Linked DNA regions of Mus musculus: region 2 is linked to region 1. A link is a contact called in public Hi-C data. All regions are on one chromosome and are shown on one strand. The core of a region is the stretch at or near the end of the contact, and the rest is flanking DNA. Distances in the headings are between cores, read along the strand shown. Region 1 holds the start of Itpka (inositol 1,4,5-trisphosphate 3-kinase A). Region 2 overlaps Mapkbp1 (mitogen-activated protein kinase binding protein 1).

What was found. A called contact is a pair of places that touch in the nucleus more often than the background predicts.
Region 2: a Hi-C map of cortical neurons shows a contact between it and region 1, with 2.6 times the contacts expected there. The contact joins the enhancer-like site here to the promoter of Itpka in region 1. A contact is called at or near these places in 1 of 39 promoter capture datasets (hippocampal neurons), 1 of 484 Hi-C or Micro-C datasets (cortical neurons), 4 of 115 datasets of contacts at active chromatin or transcription factors (embryonic forebrain, embryonic hindbrain, embryonic stem cells and 1 more) and 2 of 9 other capture datasets (adipose tissue and pancreatic islet).

The regions. Positions count from the first base shown.
Region 1 is chr2:119,739,623-119,744,585 of GRCm38.p6, reverse strand. It overlaps Itpka (inositol 1,4,5-trisphosphate 3-kinase A), which reads right to left and starts at 2,249. Exons shown (of 7, transcript NM_146125.2): 1 at 1,725-2,249. The coding sequence starts at 2,207. Gm25857 (a small nucleolar RNA gene) reads left to right here and starts at 3,630; the gene lies at 3,630-3,758.
Region 2 is chr2:120,004,781-120,009,743 of GRCm38.p6, reverse strand. The region is part of intron 2 of Mapkbp1 (mitogen-activated protein kinase binding protein 1); the gene reads right to left. Among named protein-coding and RNA genes, the nearest start is that of Mir7665, 10 kb to the left of the region's middle. Within about 2 kb of position 1,878, at least 27 of the 459 cell types and tissues checked have an H3K27ac peak or open chromatin away from gene starts, as enhancers often do. A contact at or near this core is called in adipose tissue and cortical neurons, where this site is marked.

The DNA of each region.
Region 1 (4,963 bases), core at 1,000-3,499:
AAGGAAGATGATTTGCAGGGAACAGCTAGCTTGGGCTTCTCTTGGATGTCCTGACCCCTGCCGGAGCTACCTACACTGGACCCAGATTTAGACTGCAAGTCCTCCTCCACACAGCCTCTCCCTGAGCAATTAGGGGGTCCTGGCGGGCGGAACAGGGAAGCGGGTGTGCCTGCGCCCTAGCCCGGGTCCTCCCAGCTCTCACCGGTCGCGCCCTTCACAGGGGCCCGCCTCTCCGTGTCAGAGATTAGAGCAGGGGAGTGGCAGATCTACGGTACAGGTTCTTCAGAGGTCCTCCCACTGCTCACAAGTCACAGTATTGGGGAAGCCTCGGCCTCGGCGACATTCGCCTCAGTACCTAGTCTAGAGTCGCCCCAAGAACGACCACCGTACCGGATCGTACGGTGTCAGGACGAAAGGCACAGAGGACTCGTGACTGAGCCCCCGCACCTACACCTGATGACGGGAAGTGGGGGGACGACATCCTTGCTGTGAGTCCCCCACCCTCTTTTCTCTTTTGTATTGCAAGTCTCTGAGTCACAGTGCCACTTCGAGTCGTTACACTGCCTCCCTCGGTCCAATCCTAGTGTGCAGGGATGCCAGGTTCCAGAAGGCCCAGGCCACACCTCGGCGCTCTTCTCAAGGTGTCTAGGCAACCTGGGCGCGCGTCTTACTCTCGAAGTCGCCAGGACGCGGCCTTCAGGGCAGAGCGGGGCGTTCCCGGTTTTTTTCTCTCTCTCTTTCCACTCGAGGAACGCTTGCGTAAAATGCATCTAGAGCAACGCTGCACAGTCCACAGGCAGTTAGTTTAGTTATCTGGCCATGGTTAAAACAAGGGAGATTACTGACACAAGAGGATCGCAGGTTCAAGGCCCGAATAGGCTATAGACTGTGTTTCACTGTAACTTGGCAATTTAGTGTCAAGAAAAGAGGGCTAGGATGTAGCTCAGTGGTGGTTGTGCTTGCCTACTGTGTTTGAGGCCCTGAGTTCAACCTCCAGTCAAGGAGGGCCATACCACGAATAATGACTTCACCTCACACTGGCTGGTGATAGCTGCCGGTTAAATTGGCCCGGGAACATTCACATTGCCATACAGAGACTAGCAAGCTCTTGTCAGCCTCAGTTTACCTTTCCCAGGACACTTAGGAGCAGTAGGCCAGGGCGAGGAGGGGGGACGCAGCAGGTGGATCTTGGTTCCGCTCGGTTCTAGCCCTGCGCCCCTCCCTTCCCGCATCCACGCCTCGTGCGCGCGCGGGGAGCAGACGGCAGCGGCTCCGGAGCAGAGCCAGGAGCTCCGCTCCACTCCCACTCAAGAGAGGGAAACCGTGGCAACGGCGGGGGTGGGGCCGCGGCACCGAGAGGGGGAGGAGAGGGAAAAGCTCACGCGCCCCTTTTTCTCTCAGGGCTCCCGGGGCAAGGCTACCCCGCTCTGATCTCTCCAGCCCTACCTGACAGTTACCCAGGTACGCCAGCCGACCCGCCGGCTCCCGCTCCGTGGGTCGCGTACTCCTCAACCTCCTTTAGACGCCCAGGCACTCAGTTACCATCGCCTGCCTAGCCCCCGAAAAAGAACCAAGGCGAGAGGTCGTCCTGGGCTCCCTCTCCGCCCCCATGCCCCCTGTCCCCCGCTTGGGCTCTCGGCGGGGAACGCAAGCCGGTCAGAGCAGAGCAGAGAGCGGAGTCCCCGGCGCGCAGCCCCCGCTGGCCCCGCCCCCGCGGCCCGTACCTGCCCCACGTCCTCGCTGGTTTCCAGCTGCACGTTGCCGCGGCTCCTGCTCTCACTGTCGCTCAGCAGATCGTCCTCCGAGTCCTCGAGCAGCGACGAGGAGCCGGTGGAGGAGAGGGACGAGGTGGAGAGGCGGCGTGGCTGCTGCAGGTGCGACCCCGCAGCTGGGAGCCAGTTCCCCTCCTGGTCTGGCGGCCCTGGGCTGGCCGGGGTCACATCCTCCTCGCTTGTCACAGTGAGCTGAGGGATCACCGGGGCAGGGGCAGCACGCGGGAGCCCGTTGGGCACTTGTCCCCCACGCCGCTTGGCCCCGCGGGCCCGGGGCTCCCCTGCGGCTGCTGCAGCGGCGACTGCGGCGCAGCGCGCTTCGAAGAGCAGGCGCAGCTCCCCGACGCTCCGGCGCGGAGCCCTCTCCAGCCCGGGGCTGCAGGGCCCCGCGCCCCGTGGCCGCGCCATGCCCGTCGGGCGCCCGGGCAGGGTCATCTCCCGGCACCGGAGCCGCAGCCGAGCCCACCAGCCCGCGGCGCGGCGGGGACTGTAGACGCTCAGCGCCCCGGGCTTGGGACTGCCCCGGGGCGGAGCCTCGGCAACGCCCGCCCGGCCGCGCCCCGCCCCGGCCGCGCCCCCCGCCCACTCCTTTCACTTTCTGAGAAAGCGCGGGCCTCCGGGGGCCCTCGCTGCTGCAGGAGGCTTGCAGTGTCCCGAGTGTAACGTGGAAGTCCCAGGTCCGGCCCCCGCCTTATCTCTAGACCTGCCCTCAAGGTGGCAGAAGGGACCTGCCCCGCACCTGAGCCCAGTGCCCTCCCGCGGCTTTTGAGGGATTCCTTCAATGGGAACCAGAGGTCTTAATCTGCACAGGAAGAAGCTGTGCCCATTCTTTCACTCGCTTCCTCGGGCTCCTTTCCGTGTTCCAACCTTCCTGGTCAAAGTCTTTTGAGTCTCTGGGGCTTTTCTCTGGCCTGGGCCCCTTAATTCGGAGTTCAAGGCCGTCAGCCACCCAAGGAAGCCACACCTCAAGGAGTGTGCCCAACTAGAGTCTGTGGCCAGGGTCGAGCTGAGACTGCTCCCCACCCCCACCCCTCGAAGCTCTCCACTTCCCAGCGGGCAGAGAACAAGGTCAAGAGGCGGAGTCTGACTCTCTCCAAGTATCACAGCCGGTGGTGGCCTGCATTTCCACCGCCCCTCTCCAGCCCCCCACTAGCTGTTTCTTCTCCTCCTCCCCCTCCTGCCCCTTTGGAGCTTTGTGGTTTCAAAAGGAGTCCTTTCGCCTCTCTGAACTGCTGAATCTCCTTCGTCGCGGAGCTGCAGGGTTGCTCTGAGAGTAAAATTTTAGAGATGGGTGTTGAGTGCGTAGCTCAGCGGTAGAGCACTTGCGTAGTACGCGACTAGAACTGGATTCCATGCCCAGCATGAAAGGAACGAAAAAGTCTTGGTGCTCCAAAAATGCGAGTGTTTTTTAGTGTTGTAATAGACAGCCAGTGTCTCGGGCCACCCTATCTTGGCTCACTCCTTCTATCCATCTCCCTATCTGTAAACAGAAGAAAAACTTCACACGGCCTAGAGTTATGGCTGCATACTGAAAAGAGAACACCGATGTAGAAGTTCAGACACTGGAAATCCTTCTTGTCATCTCTGAATGGGTCTCTGGCCTCTGCTTGCAGGTGCTCAGCTGAACTTCAAGGCTACTGTGAGCAGAAGCCAGACTTGTCTGCCTTCCCCTAAAAGAATTGAGGGTCCTGTCATGGAACACCTAGAACAACAACCCTGGGATTGCTGGGGCAAGCCCAGGGTTAAGTATGAGACTTGCCTTTTCTCTCTTCAGCCAGAAGTTAAGAGGGAGGAGGAGAACCTTTCGCAAAGAGAGAAGATCTCTAGATGACTGACTGATAAAGGGAGAAGTTGGGGGGGGGTGTTTCCAGGGGCGGTGGCTGCTTGTAGCCATGGGATCTCCAACTGCATGCCAGAGTAATGGGGAGGCTTTGACAGCCCAGGTCATCACAGTGCCTGCAGCTGCCACTCAGCTTCTGTATAGATTTTGGAATTAAAAAAAAAAAAAAAAAAGGAGGAGGAGGAGGAGGTGTGTGGGAGGAATGAAAGCAAAAGAGAAAGGAAACCACAGTCTGAACACTTGCTTCCTCCTTGGAGAAGTGAAGAAACAGCATGGACTCCTGGAAACGTTTTCTGGGGCAGAGGTGTGCATGTCTGAGTGTTTGAGCCCAGAGCTATGCCAGCTTGTAGCAGGGAATCTCAGAGGGTAGACTGGGACCTGACAGAGGAAAATAGGAAGAGGGAGGAGGGAGCATGTTACTGGGTACCTGTGTGCCAGGCAGTGTGTGGACAATGCTGGACTAGTAGGCTGAAGGTCTAGCCTAGCAGCTGAGAGAAATCCCAGAACAATTATTTTTCTTGTATCACGTCCTCACCCAAGTTTAGCAGGAACCAAAGAATGTTGCTGTGGGCCACAGAGAATGTCTATGCTACCTTCTATTAGGCAGAAGGAGAAGGATCAGGGATTCAAGCCATCCATCCATAGTTATAAGCTGGCCAGCCTGGGCTACATGAAACCGTTTCTCAACAATAACAACAGTATGTGCTGTCTAGGTGGATTTTGTTAGATGAATAAGGACAGGCAGAAAACAGAGGGAACTTCCATACTGAGGCAAGGCCTGGATAGGTCATAATAAACTAATAAATAGTAAGCCTCCAAGTCTAGTAATCCTCCTGCCTCAGCCTCCCAATACCAGGGCCTCAGATGTAAGCTAACATACCCAGCTTCCTCCACTTCTTGTTGCTTGAGTAGAAGGGATGTGAAGGAAATCAGTTTATGGAGTGTGTGGGGTGGTGGCCTCCTGTGTGCTGAGAAACAAAAGGTCTGGAAGGGAACAAGGGGCATAGAGCTGGGGCATAGAGGACTATGTCAAGGTTTTGGGGGGTCCTTGAGGGATTGTTCTGAGCTAGGCCACCGAGTCATTCTGCTTTGGCCACAGACCAGCTAACTGTCATAGGAAACAAAGTATCTGGTTTTTGAGACAGAGTCCAGATATGTGGCCTAGGCTGACTTTCTTTTTTCTTTTAAAGATTTATTTATTTATTTATTTTATGTAAGTACAAAGTAGCTGTTTTCAGACACACCAGGAGAGGCCATCTGATCTCATTTTAGATGGTTGTGAGCCACCATGTGGTTGCTGGGGATTGAACTCAGGACCTCTGGAAGAGCAGTCTTAACCATTCTTAACCAC
Region 2 (4,963 bases), core at 629-3,128, 270 kb before region 1:
CCAGAACTTCCAGCTGACCAACAGACAGTCTTAGGTCTCATCACCACTAACTGCCCTGCCCGACCAGCCGTTCCTCAGTGGTTTTCTTCCTTTTATCCCCAATCCCACTCTTTCCTGATCCCTTTGCCCCATTCCTTATTCCTTTCTCTTTTCACTTCTTTTTTTTTTTTTTTTTTTTGGTTTTTCGAGACAGGATTTCTCTATGTAGCTGTGTCTGTCCTGGAACTCACTTTGTAGACCAGGCTGGCCTCCAACTCAGAAATCCGCCTGCCTCTGCCTCCCAAGTGCTGGGATTAAAGGCGTGTGCCACAACTGCCCGGCTTTCTTTTCACTTCTTACCTCAAGTTCTGATCTCCTGAATTTCCCTTTAAAATGCCATGGTCAGGAGGGTCTTAGATATGACAAAAGCCATGTTTAGGGGTATACCTGTCATATCAGCATTTGGTAGGCTGAAGAACGAAGTCTTGATTCTTCAAATATGCAATGTACAATATATTGAGTTCAAAGCAAGACTGAGCTACAAAGTAAAACCTTGCCCCAAACATGAACCATGACTAAAGCAAGGGCTCTGGAAACCTTGTATCCTGTCACGTCTGAACAGTCTGTGAAAGCACACATGAAAGTGCACATCACTTACAATTCAAAGGCTGCTTATAATGTGCAGAATAATATCCTCTAGGCCTGCCATCATCTATTTAGAACCCACAGAGTTTTCTGTGGCTGCTGTTTTCTGAACCTTCTCCCAATCTCTGTTGACCTGTGACGAGCCCTCTACAGGCTGAGCTCTAGTAAAGGCGGCTGGCTGGTCTGACCTTAGAGGCTACTAGCTTCCTGACTAGAAACGGATGAACAAGGGCAAAGGGCTTCCACTCTCTGCGACAGACTTCCTCTAAATGCATTGGTGACACAATGACACCAGCTATGATCTAAATGCAGAACAACTTCATGTTGTGGTCCCTGCCTGTGAGTGTTCCCTGAAGTCTGTCACCCTAAAGCAGCACAGTGGCCTTTAACTTGTTCTGGTGGCACACACATATAATCACAGCACTTGGGAGGTGGAGGCAGGAGGGTCAGGAGTTCAGTCATTTTCAGCTGCATAGTGGATGTGAGGTCAGCCTGGGCTGTATATAATCCTGTTATAAACAAAACAAGAAAACCTTTCAAGTCTTCATGGAATACAATTTCTTATGTTTCCTCCATCTCCTAAGTTCAAGTTCACACAACACTGTGTGTGTGTGTGTGTGTGTGTGTGTGTGTGTGTGTGTGTGTGTGTGTGAATGTGTGTATAAGTGTGCGGGTTTTTTGTGTGTGTGTGTGTATGAGTATATGTTTAAGTGTATATGTGTGAGTGTGTGAGTGTGTGTATGTTTATGTGTGTATACACAATGCAGGCAGAAAGATGACTGGCTACAGGTAGATGAGCAAACCCTACTCCACCTCCTTTTCCTCCCCTTGTCTCATGCCAGGAAATTCTCTGGCATGGCAGGGATAGAAATACACAGGGTAAGGCCTTTAAACTTTTTACCCAGATTTATTCAGACTGGAAAACAACCCCTCAGAGAGAAAAAGCACATATGTATTTCTCTATGAAGAGCTGTGCCCATGTCCTTCCAAGTAAACAAGAGGGCCTACAGGCAACGTAGTCATCTAGGGAGAGGAGGGTGGGACACAACTGGCATCAGTCATTGGCCCTTCACTTCCAATGTCCTTGCCCAGCAGGGTAAGCCCTTGCAGCAATATTCACTGAAATCATCAACAAAGACTGCTGGGTTGGGCTGGCGCAACAGGCTGACTCTTGTAACTTAGAACTTGAGGGCACAGAGAGATTGCTCATCTTTACAGAGGGAGGGTAAGGCCTCAGTCCCTTAGGGCCTCAGTTTAGGAGAGTCATGCTGTGGGACACCAGCGCCAGGAAGGGCCAAGCCCTCTGCATTCCCATCCCTGCACAGGCCCAGGCTTGCTTCCTTCTCTCTCACAGGAGCCATCTCCTACCACTCTCCAGCCTCCAGAGTCAAAGCCAAAGGACAATCAGGAACCACGGAGTAGAGAGGCAAACACATGGGCAGGCCCGGGAGGGTCAACCAGAAACAATGTGTCTTCAGATTTCCTTCAGGCTAAGTGAAATCAGAAGGGCAACAGGGAGGCGCAGTGAAAGTCCCTCCATGACTCAATGCCAGCCTCTAGTCCTTTATTAACTGTCACTTCTCACATTCTTTACTGCGCTTTACCACCATGGCCAACTCCTTCTCCAAAGCATGTAGCAACTTACCATCTTTACATAATATGCTTTGAGAGGAGTGCCTAGCACGACAGATCTAACTCAGCAGAGATTCTATTTTTGTGTGTTGTTTACTGTTAAGTCCCCAGCTCCAGGAAGACTGGTACTCGAGATTTTTGGAAGGTATAAATAAAGCTTTAAGTCATTAATAAACCGAGCATGTGTGGTGGTACATGCCTATATTCTCAACACTCAGAACGTGGAGGCAGGAGGATCAGAAGTTTAAGGGCTACATAGTGAGTTTGAGGCCAGTGTGGAATACATGAGAGCTTGAGAGGGAAGGAAGGAAGGAAGGAAGGAAGGAAGGAAGGAAGGAAGGAAGGAAGGAAGGAAGGAAGGAAGGAAGGAAGGAAGGAAGGAAGGAAGGAAGGCAGGCAGGCAGGCAGGCAGGCAGGCAGGCATGCAGGCAGGCAGGCAGGCAGGCAGAAAGAAAGAGCGAACACAAACTAAATCACTAACTATAAGACCTCCAAGCTCAGCTGCAAACCTTGAGAGCTATGATTCAGAGCTGCAGGGCAGGCCCATGGCTCCCCCATGTTACAGCCATAACTCCCTCCCTGATGCCCAAGGGCAATGCACTGGGAGGAAGATGAAGATCACTGTGGTCAGGTAGGTCTGTCTGCTAATATACTATCTGGCCTTGAACTTGTTTCTTTCCTTTCGAAAACCTCGGTCTCCTCCTTCTCATCCGTAAAGTAGAAGGAGCGTCACAGAGCCTCTCAGAGCCCTGTGCACATCGACATGACAGCACGGTGGCCACTGTGTTTTACTGTCTACTTCCCAGGCTTTCCTAGAACCGCACTAACGTACCCCTGGGCATGTCTGTGAGTATCCAAAATGGTTTAACTGAGTAGGGCAGATGCCACAAAGCGACAAGCTGAGGTCCTGAGTTGAATAATAAGAAGAAAGGAAGCTGAGCGGGAGTTTCGTGTCTCTGATGCGATGTGCACAGCTACCTCACCCCTGGCACTGTGACTTCCCAGCCATGGTGGGCTTCTGCTTCAACCAAAATACGCCCAAAATAAGCTTCCTTCTTTTTTTTTTTAAAGATTTATTTATTATTATACATAAGTTCACTGTAGCTGACTTCAGATGTACCAGAAGAGGGCGTCAGATCTCATTATGGGTGGTTGTGAGCCACCATGTAGTTGTGGGATTTGAACTCAGGACCTTCAGAAGAGCAGTCAGTGCCCTTACCCACTGAGCCATATCACCAGCCCAAGCTTCCTTCTGTCTGTCTGTCTTTCTCTCTCTCTTTCTCTCTCTCTCTCTTTCTTTTTATTTTTGGCTTTTTCAAGACATGGTTTCTCTGTATAGCCCTGGCTGTCCTAGAACTCACTCTAGACCAGGCTGGCCTCAAACTCAGATATCCGCCTGCCTCTGCCTCCCAAGTGCTGGGATTAAAGGCATGCGCCACCACCGCCCGGCAGCTTCCTTCTTTAAACTGCTTTTATCAGGGATTCTGTCACAGCAACAAGAAGAGTAGCTGTTGTAGTCACTGTTCTATGGTGGTGAAGAGACACATGACCAAGGCTACTTTTATAAAAGAAAGCATTTCACTGGGGCTTGTTTACAGCTTCAGAGGGTTAGTCCATCATCATCATAGCACTGGGGAAGTAGCTGAGAGCTACATCCTGACCCACAGGCAGAGAGAGACTGGGCCTCAAAGTCCACCCAAAGTGACATACAGCCTCCAACTAGTCCACACCTCCTAATCATTTCCAACAGTTCCACTCCCTGGTAGCTAAGCATTCAAACGTAAGAGGCTATGGAAGCCATTCTTATTCAAAGCACCACAGTAACTAATGAAGCAAACTGGGAAAAGGGGTTGTTATGATGAAACTTAAATGGTTCAAAAGGTCTTTGGAACTGGTCAGCCTGAGGAATGTGGAAGAGTGTATGGAGCTGGAGGCTAGAGAAGCCCTGGTTTGCTGTAAGCAGAGCTTATTAGACCAGTCTGGTGGGAGTTTGGAAGATCAAAACGCTGAGAATATGGCGGTCATGGCCTAGCTCATGAGGTTTCAAGGGGTACGAGGACTGTCTCAGTAACTGGGCTGTATTATTTGTGCTATATTTTGGCAAAGAACCTTGCTTCATTTTGCTCAAATCCTGAGAATTTGATTGCACCTGAATTCAAAAGTAATGGACTAGTTTGTCTTGCAGAAGAATAGTCTTAGTCAAGACACACGAATACTAATAAGACAGGTGTGTCAAGCTTACTGCTCACTGCTCTGATCCAGATCTGTAGTGAGAGAAAAGCAATTAAGGCAGAAAGAAAGGTGCAGTGGGGAAAAAGAACGTAAGAGAGTTTAAGTTGTGAATGCAGAGAAAGCAGCTAAAATGGTTACAGAATGTCCTGCTGTGCCGTGAACATTAGCAAAGGAACCTGAGAGAAAGAACTCGCCCACTAAAGGACCAGCAGCAGTGCAGGTAATGGAAACGTTTTTCCCAGGATGAGCCTCAGGCACACAGAGGATGCTGCAGCTATGGTGGGAGGCCTGGGCAAGCTACCTCTCACACTAGTAGAGGAACCTGGCAGCATGGTCCCTCTGGTCTTGGGTGTGCAGGCATGAACAAAAGATGCAAAGGTGAGTGGGAACGGGAGGCTTCCTCCAAGGCTCCAGAAAGCCACTAATGCAAGCAATGTGTGGCAATGCTAGGGTCCTGAAGAGACCACTGTGTGAC